2 separate regions of the Oryctolagus cuniculus genome follow, and region 1 is linked to region 2. The links are chromatin contacts, called in public Micro-C maps. All regions are on one chromosome and are shown on one strand. Each heading gives the region's core, a stretch centred on a gene start, on an enhancer-like site or on the middle of the called end of the contact. The rest is flanking DNA. Distances are from core to core; before and after follow the strand shown. Region 1 holds the start of PTPRF (protein tyrosine phosphatase receptor type F). Region 2 holds the start of ST3GAL3 (ST3 beta-galactoside alpha-2,3-sialyltransferase 3).

What was found. A called contact is a pair of places that touch in the nucleus more often than the background predicts.
Region 1: a contact with region 2 is called in a Micro-C map of ear pinna, with 3 times the contacts expected there. The contact joins the promoter of PTPRF here to the promoter of ST3GAL3 in region 2. A contact is called at or near these places in 3 of 6 Hi-C or Micro-C datasets (ear pinna, psoas muscle and an unstated tissue).

Annotation. Positions count from the first base shown.
Region 1 is chr7:129,510,426-129,517,909 of mOryCun1.1, forward strand. PTPRF (protein tyrosine phosphatase receptor type F) reads right to left here and starts at 2,476. Exons shown (of 34, transcript XM_051856577.2): 1 at 2,297-2,476. LOC103350200 (a long non-coding RNA gene) reads left to right here and starts at 2,601. Exons shown (of 3, transcript XR_007923657.2): 1 at 2,601-2,735; 2 at 3,103-3,210; 3 at 3,777-7,484.
Region 2 is chr7:129,353,590-129,360,187 of mOryCun1.1, forward strand. ST3GAL3 (ST3 beta-galactoside alpha-2,3-sialyltransferase 3) reads right to left here and starts at 4,341. Exons shown (of 8, transcript XM_051856573.2): 1 at 4,101-4,341. It overlaps KDM4A (lysine demethylase 4A), which reads right to left. Exons shown (of 22, transcript XM_008265389.4): 22 at 5,996-6,598.

The DNA of each region.
Region 1 (7,484 bases), core at 1,226-3,725, 150 kb after region 2:
GCACCCGGCCTGGGTGGGATCAGCTGCCCCATTTCATGGGGGACGAAACTGAGTTCTCAGTGGAAAGCAGAGGAGCCGTGGTGGGCCTCGTAGGCTCTACCGCAGGAGCCTCAAGATGGGAAAAAGAGGGGGCAAATCACCAAGTTCCGCATTTGGTTGCACATCCACACAACTCCCAAGGAAAGACCTCGCTGTGGTCTTCCCAGCTGAAGTACAGACTACCCTCCTCACTCGCAAAGCCCCGTGCGCCACCCCAACCAGGGCGCACGCAAGGCTGCACAGGGGGGAGGCCAGTGGCTGTGAGAGAGGAAGGAAGGTATTATGTGAAAACAATTTCCTGAATGAAGGGAGATGCGGCGCTACTGGAAGAGACAGCACAACCAAGAAGACATTTCCAGGGCTAAGAGGGAAAGTGCGAGCAGGACTGAGTCGGCGTGTGCACACGTGTGCTGTGGAGTGTGCAAGCGTGCCGGATTGCTGAGCACTGGCTGGCGTGCAGGCCCAAGCGTGCAAGTGTGAGGCCAAGCAGGCAAGTGAACGTGGGGTGAGGGGGTGAGCGGAGTGTGGGACAGGTGGGAGGGGCAGGAGTGTGCACAGTGTGTGGCCCGGGGAAGGGCTCAACTTGGGGAGTTTCACCTGCTCCCTCCTGAAGCCGGAGGCTCATTCATACAATCAGTAAAGTAAAAACAGGGATTTCCACGCTCCCTGAAGCAAGAGTTAACGTGGAGCCAAGCCCAGAATTACCAGGACTCCCGTCTGGATCCCACCTGCTCCCTGAGGCTGCCAGAGGCTCCCCGAGAGGACCCCTTCCCAGCCAGCCCCCCCTGCACAGCTCCCCAGGCCCCCCAACCCCCCAGTCCCGGGCACGCTCCTGGAGTCGCCAGCCAGATGATTTGGCTCAGGGTCCCTTTGGATCCCGGCCCTGGTCCCTTCAGAAGCCAAGGTGGGGCCGCAGCCACCAGCATCCCGGCCGGGCCCTGCTGCTCCCTCCAGGGGAATCCAGAGAGCCCCCCCCCCCATCTCCCAGCTCAGACAGGTTGTACTCCCCACCCTCCCCACCCCCCTCAGGCTGCTGCACTGGGGCCCGGCACTGGGGAGGGGGTTGTTGAAATGGGGAGAAAGGCCAGGCCCTCCCCGGCTCAGGGGCGGAAGAACCTGAGGGGCAGCATTCCATGGGCATGGGGGAGGGGACCCCGCAGAGGGGGTGTGGGGCGCCAAGAGGGCTGAACACCTGGGGAGGAAAGCACGGAGACGCAGCGGGGAGAAGGCAGAGAGGGGCGGGGAGCTCCAGCCAGAGGGAACACGGAGACCCCGGGAGGAACACGGGCACCCCGGGAGGGAGCACACGGAGACCCCGGGGAGGAACACGGGCACCCCGGGAGGGAGCACACGGAGACCGCGGGAGGGGAACACGGGCACCCCGGGAGAGGCCCTGGGGCTGCAGGGCTGGAACTGGAAAGCAGGAACACACGGAGGCAAACAGGAAGAAGCCGAGACCGGGACGTGGGCCCGGCGACTGGGGACCGGCACGCTGGCACGGGACGGGACGCGGGGTGGCGACGGAGTGAACTTTCGGAGCGGGTCCGAGTGGACACGTCCTCCCGGGACAGGCCGCTCCAGGGCCTTCAGGGCCCAGCCTCGGGGTGGGGGTGGGGGTGGGGGTGGGTGCAGCCCGCCCGAGCCCCTCGCCGGCCCGCGCTCGCGACCAGAGAGTGGGGGGCTCCGAACTCGCACCCGGCACATCCCGGGACCGCACGTGCGCCGGGGCCGCGAGCGAACCGGGAGCGCGTCGGCTGCGGATCCCCCGCCGGCTGGGAGGGGGCGCCGGTGCGGCGGGGGCGGGGGCGCGGCCTGGACCCGCCCGGAGTTGGGGGGGTGGGAAGCCGAGGGCCGCCCCCGGAGCGCGTCCGCCCAGAAGCGGGGCGGCGGGGTTGGGGGGGGCGAGGCGGGATCAGCGAGGGGGCGCAAAAATGCAAACGGCAAACTTTGCACTGGGGGGGCGCGGGCTGCGGTTCAGGTGCGGCGGGGAGCGAGCGGGCGAGCCGGCGGCGGGGGGGAGGGGGGGCGCGTCCGCCGCGGGGTAAAGGCGGGGAGGAGCCGCCAGGCTGGGCCGGGGGTGGGGGGGCTTGCCGAGGCTGCGGGCGCGGCAGGTGGGGGCGCGGCCCGGCCTAAGCGGCGCCCCCAACCCCCCCGGGACCGCCCCCGGCTCCGCTGGGTGGACGCGGGGGAAGGGCGGGGAGAGTGGGAAAGGAACGGGCGCGGAGGGGACTGGAGGGGAGCCCCGGGGGTCACTCACCGCCTATCCAGGGGCCGTCGGTCCGCATGTCCCCCCCACGCTGCCGAGGCCGCCGCTCCCGCTCCTCTGCCGCCGCCGCGGGCACCTGGTCCCGCTCCCGCCACCGCCACCGGAGCTGGAGCCGAAGCCCGAGCCGGAGCCCGAGCCGGAGCCGCCGCCTCTGCCGCCGCCGCCGCTCCCGCGCCAGCTCCAGCCGCGCGCCCCCGCCCGCGCCCGCGCCCGCGCCCCTGCCCCTGCCGTGCGCGTCCCCGGTACCGCCCCTCCCCTCGTGCGCTCGCGCTGGTGGAGCCGCGGAGCCGGGTAGGCCTAGCCAGAGCACAACCCAACCGCGCACGTCTAAGCCGACCGGAGCCCCAGCGTGGGGCCTGAGCCCCAGCGGTGAGCGCCAACACATCTCAACTCCACGAAGTGCAGCTCCTACTAGTGGCTCCCGAGCCTCGTAAGGACCTGATGGTGCCGTGAGATCCCATTTCCTACCCGTGCAGATCTGAGACTGATACTGGGCCCACACCCACCCCGAACCCCAATACTGACTGCAACCCCCTAAATCTGTCCCCGAGTGGACACGAGTAGTCATTCTGACCTGGACCCCTGTATTATAATGCCCCCAAATACCAATTCTGGCCCTAAACCCTTTTACAACTGCTGCCCACCCTAACCTTGATCATAACACTGGCGCCATCCCTGGTGGTCAGTGGACTCCAGTACCCACGTGGAGCCCTCTAAGGGCCAGTAGCCACCTTCTGCTGAGCCCCAACCCTTCCACAAAATTCCATTCCCGGCACACTTTCTGTTCACATTCTCAGCTCCAGAATTGAGATTGAGTAATTGGAAAAGGGGCCCCAGCACAGAAACGGACCTTGGACCCCACCCACCGTTGAACCCGCTGAGGACCTCACCTGATCCAGCCCTTGGTGAGACCCCCTCACAAGCTCCCTTCCTGCCCGCTCTCCCTCCACTCTTCTGATCTGGTGTCAGCCTTAACCAGAGGCTACCGGGTATCTATGCAATTTCCGGCTGGTATAAATTGGCCCTTGAATTCCAAACCGGATATTAACCTCAATAGTGAGTCTCTGACATCTCACACGAAACGCAAATGCGTTTGTAAGTTTGTGGGCTACACCCTTAGCCCACCTGAAGATTTATGCCACAGTCCTAATGCCGATGGGAACTGGTGAGCTCCAATGGTGACACCAAAGCTCCTGCCTCCAGGTCCCTCCCCCAAAGCCCCTTCCTGTAGCCCACTCACCCCACCCCCAGTGCGGTCATGTGAGGGGTGCGGGAGGAGTCCCAGTCTCCTTGGGGCCTCTCTGATACCCCTGGGGGTTTGGAGTCGGGGAGGAACAAACGAGATTTGGAGGTTGTTGGGGTCACAGTGGTGACGTAAAGGGGAAGCCTGCACTGGGGCTTATGGATGTGAGCACCAAGTTCTGATGAACACCTAATTCACTGCCTGCTTTTGTCGCGGACTTGGATTCAGAAACGGTGCGCGTGCGCCCCCTGGTGTGTGACGAGCGGATGGCTCCAGCGATGCCGGGCAAAGGATTCCTTCCAGATGACAAACAGGTCAAAAATGAGTGTCTCAGTCAGTGGTTTTACGCCCCTTGGTAATTTTGGAGTACTGTGGGGGGAGGTATTGCAACGCTCGTGCATTTTTTGGCATTTTTGCTTCTGTTTCAGAACTTTGAGGGTTCGGCTCCACCCCCAGTTTTTAAAAAGTGTAATCTTCAGCCAATTATGTCCGTGCGTTGCTGACTTAGGAAAAGTCTTTCTACTTGGTGCCCCTGGCCTACACTCCCACACCGGCTACTCTCTCTCCAGTTCTCTTCTAGCGCTCTGCCTTAGGCCTCCCCTTTTTCCTGCTGAGCTGCCTTTTCCTGGACCGATTCGCCCACCAGCAACCATGTCTCTGCAGTCTGGGCCTCTCATCTGAACCCCAGGTCCATGTAACCGAGACAGAGTTCTGCACTCACTCCCCCCGCCCCGGGGCTGCTCGCCCTCCCTGTTCCCCACTTCTTGTAATGCCTGGACCGGAAGTGCCAGTCTTTCTCTCCTGCGGTCCCGTCTGCTCCTTGGTGGTCAGTCCTACAGAGGCTGGAGACCACATGGCTCCGTGAGAGACACGCACAGAGAAGGGAACAGATTCTGACTTTGAGGTTCTGGGCCACACAAAACCAGTCTGCTCGCAGAATCTGCTGTGCATGGTGATGGGGTATCGCCCCTTGAGACGTGCTCTACCTCGTGTGGTCCCTTGGCACCAGCTGCACCTATTTAGAGCCGTCCCTAAGGCTCTGGTCACCCCTGTCTGTAGCCGTGTCTGTCTCCTCTGCTCGCAGATGTGGGCCCCTTGAAGGCAAGACAGTCTGCCCTGTCTGCTGTCAGCCCCGGGCTGGTGCAGGGGCCTGGCAGGCAATGGGTGCTTGCCACCTACAGGACAGACAGATAGCTTCCCTCTCCACATTCAAGAGACCATCAGACAGAAATGCCCAGGTGAGGGCAGGGCTCCCTGGCCATACCTTAGAGTGTGTCCTGACCTCAGGTTGTGGGTCTGGCCTGTGCTGGAAGTGGGGCTGGTGGTGGGTGCTGGCCTGTGTGCCCGCTCGCCTGGCCTCAGTGGGTATGGCAAGCCTGTTCCCTCTTCCCAGCGCTGTGGCCTAGGAGACAGAACTCGGTGGGCAGGAGCCAGCAGCCCTGCGATGGAAGTCAGCAGACCCTCTCCCTGCTGAGCTGACCAGGCTCTTGCTTCAAACCCCAGGGGGACACGGGTCCTCAGACTCTCCAGCCATCGGTCTCTAGCACCTAGCTTGCCCATCTTTGGTCCCGTATGTGGCCAAGTGTTTGCTAAGACAGGGCAGGGGGATGCCTCTGGGCAGCCTGCCCGGCTCTCAGCAGGCACAGCACCTGGAAGCAGACAAGAGCCAAGGGAATAAGCCAGAGGCCAGGCCGCAGGGCCACAGGACAAGGACCTCAGGTGGCCGGGCCCGGGAGGGTGTGAACACGCCTGAAGGAGCAGAGCCACGGCTCTGTCCAGATGGCCAGACTCCGAGCGCCAGGTCCGTGTGGGGCCGCCCTGCCGCCCTGCTCCTGTGCCTGGCGGGCAGGGATGTCCTTGTGCTCATGTGTGAAGGCCGAGTGGCACCACGTGGCAGCTCTGTGTCTGCTGTGCCCGGGCCCCAGGGCGCTGGGTGCGGGGAGAGCAGCTGTCAGCTTCCACTCACTGTTCACTCTCGGGCCAGGGCCTGGGCCCCCGGACACTCTCCTCAAACTCGTGCCATCAGTCCCTCTCTTCATCTCGCAGTTGCTTTAAATTGAATTATGTTCAGCTGAAGTCTCCGCCCCACCCTCGCCCCCCATCAGCAGATTGGCCTTTCACTGAAGCGCCGCTCACCTCGCCCCAGCCAGCCGAGAGCTCCAGGGGCCTGCACGGCCACGGGGGAGGTCAGTCTGAGGGCCACTGCCTTGTGGGGAAAGGCACAAGTATTTTGAGGTCACTGTTTCTGCTGCAGACATCACCTTGGCCTGCAGCTGCGAGGCCTCACCTGGGCAGCCTGGTGCTCCTGGCCCCGCTCTTACAAGTGGGGCCCCGCCCCAGGCCCCCGAGAGCCACAGCTCTCAGTCTTGGGTGTGGCTGGTCACCCCCAGCCCCTTTCTAGAGAGAGGAGTGGGAGAGAAAAGGCCCGTCCTCCATGGAAAGCCAATGCCCCAAGGCAAGGGATGGTCGCCTTCTTGGAGACGCCAGGACCCCCAAACAGCCCGTGTGCCTCCTGGGGTATGGGGTCGGGAGGGAAGAGGCCCAGGCCTTAGAGCACAAAATCCTGGCTGATGCCTCCCGTCCCTTCCTGGTGGGATCTGGAGTTCATCTCTCCGCACATCACTGCGTGGTGACCTCCCCTCGTGCTCCTCTGAGAAAGCAGGAGCCATTGCGAAGGACTGCCCCATGTCCCCACTACCAAATCCACACCCCATGCACACCTGCTCCTCCCCATGCCCCCCTCCCTGCCGTCTAGCGGACGGTGCCCCCAGCCCCTGCTCAGGAGGCTCTGGCTCCTCCGGGGCCCTGCTCTCTGCTCCTGTGCTGTCTGCTGCATCCCCTGCACTGTGTCGTCGTCACCTGGTCACAGTCACGGCCACGCATCCCAGGTCCTCACCAAAGACCCCCTGCCTTGAGCCCAGGCCCCCTCCGGAGGGGGACAGGCTGGAATGTTTCTCTGCCGTCTTCCACAACAGCCCCAGGAGCAGTCTCTAGACGCTGCCTGCGCCCTGCCACCTCCTGCTCCCATCCGGCTCCCTGGAGCAACACTGCACTGAAATCGCGCTGCCTGCGACACTGTCCGCCTTCGTTGTCCTGAGCCCAGTGGCCACACCTCTGTGGTCAGCTTAGCGAACCCGTCAGCTGCCTTGGCTGCCTCCTGCCGCCAGCCTGGGCGACTTCAGCACCATGCGGCCGGCCTGCCCGTTGTCCTCCTCGCCACAAGGGCCTTCTCCTACTGGCCACCGTGCCCTCCCCCGCACCCCCACGCACTGAACCCTGACCTCATCCCAGACTGCACATGTCTGCTCCTGCCCTCTCCCCCCGCCCCTGTCATCCTGCACACGTGCGTGAAGAGGGCCCGGCCTCACCAGCATTTCTGCTGTTGGTGGTCTCCTTTCTTCTCTTTGCTCCCTGTCCTTAGATGGCAAGACCCACATTAAAAAAATCTTTTATTTATTTGAAAGGCAGAGCAATGAAAAGGTCTTCCATCTGCTGGTTCACTCCCCAGATGGCCACAATGGCTGGAGCTGCACCGATCTGAGGCCAGGAGCCAGGAGCTTCTTCTAGGTCTCCCACGCAGGTGCAGGGGCCCAAGGACTTGGGCCATCTTCTACTGCTTTCCCAGGCCATAGCAGAGAGCTGGATCAGAAGTGGAGCAGCTGGGACTTGAACTGGCGCCCATGTGGGATGCCGGCACTACAGGCGGCGGCTTTACCTGCTATGCCACAGCGCCGTCCCTCCCTAGCAGCTTTCTTCATGGAGCGGTCCTGTCTGCCACTGTGGCAGTCCTGTTCATGTGGCCCAGTGTGCAGTGCGTCTGGCTTTTATAACCCACCCGATTCCCCAGAGATGGATGCTATGATCTCCATGTCTCGGAATTTGAGAGCCGTTTCATTCAGAGTTCATCTTAGCAGACCTCTTGGTCACCACAGTCTT
Region 2 (6,598 bases), core at 3,091-5,590:
CTGAAAGGGTAAGGTAAGATTTTTCTATTTTAGTCACTCAAATGAAAATGCACCTCAAATTATTACATACTTCCTGACTTTTCAGACTGAATACCCTGACTGTACCTTTTTTTTTTTTTTTTTTTTTTTTTTGACAGGCAGAGTGGACAGTGAGAGAGAGAGACAGAGAGAAAGGTCTTCCTTTTTGCCGTTGGTTCACCCTCCAATGGCCGCCGCGGCCGGCGCACCGCGCTGATCTGATGGCAGGAGCCAGGAGCCAGGTGCTTTTCCTGGTCTCCCATGGGGTGCAGGGCCCAAGCACCTGGGCCATCCTCCACTGCACTCCCTGGCCACAGCAGAGGGCTGGCCTGGAAGAGGGGCAACCGGGACAGAATCCGGCGCCCCGACCGGGACTAGAACCCGGTGTGCCGGCGCCGCTAGGCGGAGGATTAGCCTATTGAGCCGCGGCGCCGGCCACCTTTTTTTTTTTTAACACCTCAGCACCACCTCCATTACTAAGGGTGCTATAAAGTAGTGATGCCCTCGGGGATGACTGTGTTATAACTGAGATACAACAGATTGCCCCTGCATCAACAGCCTTGGCTGTTAGCTCACCAGTGCTTTGCATGGTACCTGGCTCCAAGCAGCACTCATGAGAGCTGTGATTCTGATCTGCACTTCCCAGGACCCGTCACAACCACTTCCTGCTGCTGCAGGGAAGCCTGTCTCCACAGCCCACCTGACCTGGTGCCTCTCATCTTCCACGGATGCAAGGCCCATAGGAGATGTAGCAGGCTTTTAGTGCAGCTCATCAGGTACTTCTGGCTCTCTGCTTCCCAGGCATGTGCAATCCTCTATCCTTCTTTAAAGTTAGGCATGGCCGTGGGACTTGCTTAGGCCAATGCAACGTGAATGAAAGAGACATGGGCCACACTGAGACAGAAACTTAAAAAGCCAGAGTCGAGGCCAGCGCTGTGGTGCAGCGGGTTGGAGTCCAGGTCTAAAGCGCCAGCATCCCATGTGGGTGCTGGTTCTAGTCTCAGCTGCTCCTCTTCCGATCCAAGATGGCCCAAGTCCTTGGGCCCCTGCACCCATGTGGGAGACCCGGTGGAAGCTCCTGGCTCCTGATTGGTGCAGCTCCAGCCATTGTGGCTATCTGGGGAGTGAACCAGTGGATGGAAGACCTCTCTCTCTCTCGCTCTCCCTCTCTCTATAACTCTGTCTTTCAAATAAATGAAAATCTTCAAAAAAAAAAAAAAAAAAGCCAGTGACCACTTGACCACCACTTCTTCATCTACCTGGGGCCCTGAGTGGCCACGAGGAGCAGAGCTCCACGTGTGCTCACACTGGGCTGGCAGCATGAGAGAGGAGTCAACTCTCATTCTGCTGAAGCCACTGGAGTCTGGAGCTTTAGGTTAATACAGCCTAAGCCAAGCCACTCAGACCATTTACTTCCCGTCTCTCAATAGCGGATGCTCTCACATGAGTAACTTCATTCACAGATTTTATAATGCACATTTTGATTGCACAAAGGATCGTCTTTGCACTCCTCCTAAATCAAAGCTCTTTAATATAAAAATGTATCTGTCGGCCGGCGCCGTGGCTCAATAGGCTAATCCTCCACCTAGCGGTGCCGGCACACCAGGTTCTAGTCCCTGTCGGAGCACCGGATTCTGTCCCGGTTGCCCCTCTTCCAGGCCAGCTCTCTGCTGTGGCCAGGGAAGGCAGTGGAGGATGGCCCAAGTGCTTGGGCCCTGCACCCCATGGGAGACCAGGAGAAGCACCTGGCTCCTGCCTTCGGATCAGCACGGTGTGCCGGCCGCAGCGCACCAACCATGGCGGCCATTGGAGGGTGAACCAACGGCAAAAGGAAGACCTTTCTCTCTGTCTCTCTCTCTCACTATCCACTCTGCCTGTCCAAAAAAAAAAAAAAGTATCTGTCAAGTACCTCCCCTGTAAAAACACTGTACCAGATGATGAACCCAACAACTCATGTTTTGCAAAAGCATCAGTCTTCCGTTGCGAGTACACAAAGGATTAAGGCAATTATGGCAAAAGGCCAGGCCCTGGTGGTAAGGTGGCAGGAGAGACAGCTCTTCCCCCTGGGAGGAAAGGAAAGACAAACTCTACAATGCAAGTTCCCCATCATAAGCACAACAATCAGAGGGCCAAGGGCGTCATTTAAGATAGGCAAGACCAACAAGAACATGGAACACAAAGCGTGAAGATTTCCACTGATCAAGAAAAGACAAAAAATTCTAAGGGAGTGGCAAGAAATGAATTGTCCATGCCAGGCTGGTCTGCACCTAACTCCACACGGGATCGCGGTGGGGAGAGTAGAGGCTGAGGGTCTTGGCCAGAAGTGACAGCACTTCACATGGAAAGATGGGAGACAAGAACAAAATGTTAGGGGGTTTCTGGAGCACTGCACGGGCATGGGGAAATGCACGTGAACAGTATCAAGGCTCCTCAAAGTGGTGTAATGACAGCAGGGGTGCAAAGCAGCAGATGCCAGAAATGGGGTGGCAGGAACCTCAGCAAGACCTGGCAACCAGCTGGACGTGGAGAGAAAAGAAGAATGAACTTGAGACGCAGAACCTGTGTAGCTGAAGGAATTGTTACCCCAGACAGCTGCAGCTCATCAGAAAAGTGACAACGACAGCCCCAGTGCTGCTGCTGTCCCTTCTGAGGGTCAGCTCGAGCTTCACCTGAAGGAAGGAGCACTCCCGCGCGTCACCCCCTGCTCCACCTGCCACAGCGGCGCTTCTCGGAAGGACGCCATCAACCTACCTTTTGTACTGGATGCCTCCGAGTTCCCCTCAGCCAATGCCTCGCACAAAACATGTACGCAGCACACACCTGACCGATCCAGAGTGAATCGGTCTCTAAGAACATGCACGTCTCGGTTCACCTTTAGTAATTTACTTTTATTAAACCACAGTTAAGACACTTAGACATGTGAAATGGATTCACCAATTTAATACCTCAAATATCCTTAAGAACCCCTGAGCTTAACAGCTGTTGTTGCCTTAAGAGATTATTTGAGAATACTATTTAGTCATAAATCCGTGTGCCAGCTTCCTTTTAATCCTCCAGACCAGGGGTGGGGAATGTCCAGTCCACTGGCTGTATGAGGCCCAAGAAATCATTTGGCCTGGGTGCCAAGGCAACCTCAAAATTCAGTAAATCTACAGCAAGCTAACTTTTAGGCAGACGATTTTCAACAGCCCCTGAACGATCCAGATGGCCCCTGGCCTGACTCCCACCTTGAGGAGCCACCAGACAGGGCAGGGACCTGAGCTAAGAAATAACCCCACTTGTCCTGAGAGACTTCTTACTTTCAGCCATCTCATAAGTCCTGGGTTTGTTTTGGTTTGTTCCTACGTTCACCATCTACATATAACACAGACAATTCAAAGACCCACGGGGAAGTTTGTATGGTGTCCTTTCCAGGACACCATTCCTTCTTCAACTAATTAGGACAACGCGTTCTCACGTTTCATTCCTTCCTTGTTATGTAAGAGAAACACAAACAAAAGTGAGGTTTACTGAGGAAGCAGTGACAGCGGGCGCTGTCGTTAAGGAACCCCACGCGCTCACGGGACGCCCTCCTAACCAAACGCGCGCTCCTCGCTAAGCCGCCGTCTCCAGCAAGGCGGGACACAATAGGGGAGAAAGCGCCAGAAGGGCAGACGCAAGAGGGTACTCTGCCAAGCAAATGTGACCCCGGTGCCCCCGAAGATCCGAACGCGCGCAGGCCAGTAGGCGCCGACTCCCGCTCGGGCTCTCTGCCTGCAGTTTTCCCTCCTCTTCCCACCGCGGGCCCGAACCACCGCGTCCTTCCACAGAGCTGCGGGGTCTCGCGCGCAGGTGACCTCCGAGCGCTCGACCAGCGAGCAGAGCAAGTCGGCCTTCCTCTGCCCTGGCCTGCATGGAGCCCCCTCCCAGGCGAGGTCGTGCAGGACCCCAGCCCGGGGAACCCGGGAGCCGCGCCCCGACCTCTGCTTCCCCAGCACAGTCGCGCGCTCCGCGCTCCACCCGGGGCCGCGGCCGAGGAGGGGGCGGCGCTGGACCGCTAGCCGCGGCCGTCGCGCCCCGAAGCGCGTGGGGCAGGATCTTACCGCAGCGGAGAGAGAAGCAGGGGGGAGGCGGTGCCCGGCCCCACGCGAGGCAGGAAGGCGCAGGCGGCGGCGCAGGCTGCGGCGGCAGCCGCGGGGTACCCCGGCGGGCGCCCACGACGCGGTGGGCTGCATGGGCGCCGCCATAGTGGGGACGCAGCGGCGGGCGGGGCGCACGGCCGCGACCCGGGGACGGCGGGACCACCAATCCCGCTCTCCGCCTCGGCGCCCTTGCCGGGGGTCGGGCCTACACCGCCAATGAGCTCGCGGGAGCCGGGCGGGGCGCTGTGCGGACCAATGCGGAGCTGCGCTGAGCAAGTGGGCGGGCACAGGCCGGGGCCGCCCAATAGACGCGGAACTCAGAGTTTTCAGGCCCGCCCACCGCGGGTGCCGGGCAGCGCAGGATGCGCCGGCCAGGGGTTGCTGAGCTGGAGCGCACACGCCCTCGCCACGTCCTCTCTGGCATCCTGCTGCCCTGAGGAGCCCTCCTCCCCGCCTTAACCGACCAGAGGACGGTTCCTTGGCCGAGCGGGAGTGCCAAGTGAGGGCACGCCCGTGTAGTCCTCCGTGCCATGAACCCCCGCTAGTGCTCTCGTAGCCCGAGGCCTTGGACCCCCGCGGGCCCCTCCAGCTCCGTGGTACAGGGCCTCGTAGGAAACGTCTAGTTCGGCAACCCGCCTTAACCCACCTATGTACTGCAGGGGTCCCGTGCTCTCCCAACCCCACTCCATTCCAGCAGGGAGGTCGTACCCGGTATGCCCTCGGGAACAATGTAAAATCTCATTTCTCCGCAGTACGGGGGAATTTGGACGACAATCCTTGGACGCCAATCCAAAGATCCTCCTTTACCCAGGGAAGGCGGGTGGCTGTGGCAAAAGGCTTCTTAGAGGGGCCTAAAATAGGCGGTGGCCGGAGGGCAGCGGGGGAGCATGAGGCCAGTTCTGTGAGCTGGGAAAGTCCGGGGTTATTCCTGTTGACAAGTGTTGAGACGTGCAAGGTTTCTAGGAAGAATGGCTGACTGTTGAGTGAGAACTCTTGGGATTACACCAGGCACCCAGCCCCAAAGGGCTCTGGGCAAGGATGGGGACAGGGGGCTCAATGAGGGGGGAGTTGAGCTCTGGGACACCATGGAGAAAGGTGGGAAGTGTCCCTCTGGCAAACTTAAGTGACCACAGTGCCCACTCACTGATCCAGTAAGGCCTGGCGCTGCCCAGCTCCCCTGGGAATTCTTCGTTCACATGGAAAAGTGCCCAACACCTGCTGCTCCTCCCTTCCCCCACACTGAGATACCAAATAAGCCACTTGGCAAGCCCAGGGACACAAAGCAGGGTTGGGAGGAACTGAGCTGCCCCTAGCCTCTCCTTCACCTGGACAGGCCAAGCAAGCCACAGGAGTGCCCCCTTCCTACCCTATGACCCCTACTGCTGTCCACTTTGGCCTGAGGGACCCACCAGGCCAAGGGAACTTGGTATTCCTCCAGGTACTGTCTCGCCAAACAGGCAGCTCAGGGAATGGCCTCAGGGACTCCCGCTTTGGGCACTTCCCTTTCAGACCAGCCCCGCCCATTGAAAATGTATCAGATGGGACACAAGGGCAGGCAGTGGAGCTAGGCCTTTCCCATTTCCTCCTCCAAGGCAGAGGGAGCACAAAGACGTCCCTGCCCCCCCGTCCCACTGTGCTTGTCCTAATAGATGGAAGCTGACAAGGAAGCAGCCATCTCTGGACAGCTTTGCAGGTCTTGCTTTACTGGTTCCCCTTCAAACACACGCCCTGCTTCCAGGGCCCTGTGACTCCAGGTCCGCCTGAGCCTGACCCTGGGCCTCTTGGGCTCCGTGGGGCAGACAAAGCCGATCCTCTGCTTAACATATTTTATTGCTAAGGACAAGGTGATGCACCGGTTTTCAAAATAATTTGGTTTATAGCGTTCATACGTAACAAAAAAGGGGAAGTATTATAAATCTGATTCTTGTATACATAGAGTATAGGTGTAAAGCCCTCCAATCCTGGGCCCAGGCAAACAAATGCATGAGGAGCAAAATCCTGTTTAACCCCTTCGTTGTTGCCCTCTAGTCCCACCCCCCGCCCCAAATCAGCTCCCTCCCACCCCCAGACCAAGAGCACATCCACACTTGCCCCTGGCCTCCAGCAACCCCAATTCATCCTAACCACCCCCCAGCCCCTGCATGATTGCAATTCTGTTGAATCACTCACCAGGCTCTGCCTGCTTCAATCATTAAAAATTCCCCTTCAGGGTATCCCCCGTTGACACCCTCTAACACTGTGCCACGCGGCCTCCTTGCCTAGAATGCGGAGGACGAGTCCCCCATTAGCCCTATGCGCTCCTTCAAGGGAGGACAAGAGGTGGCAGTGACTCCTTAGCATCTCAATACTGCAGCTTTGCCAGCACTCTAGACATGTTCCAGGCCTGGACAGATGCCACACCCACCTCCGGCCAACCCCAGGGGCCCTTACTCAGCTCAGCTGAGGGCAGAATTTCACAT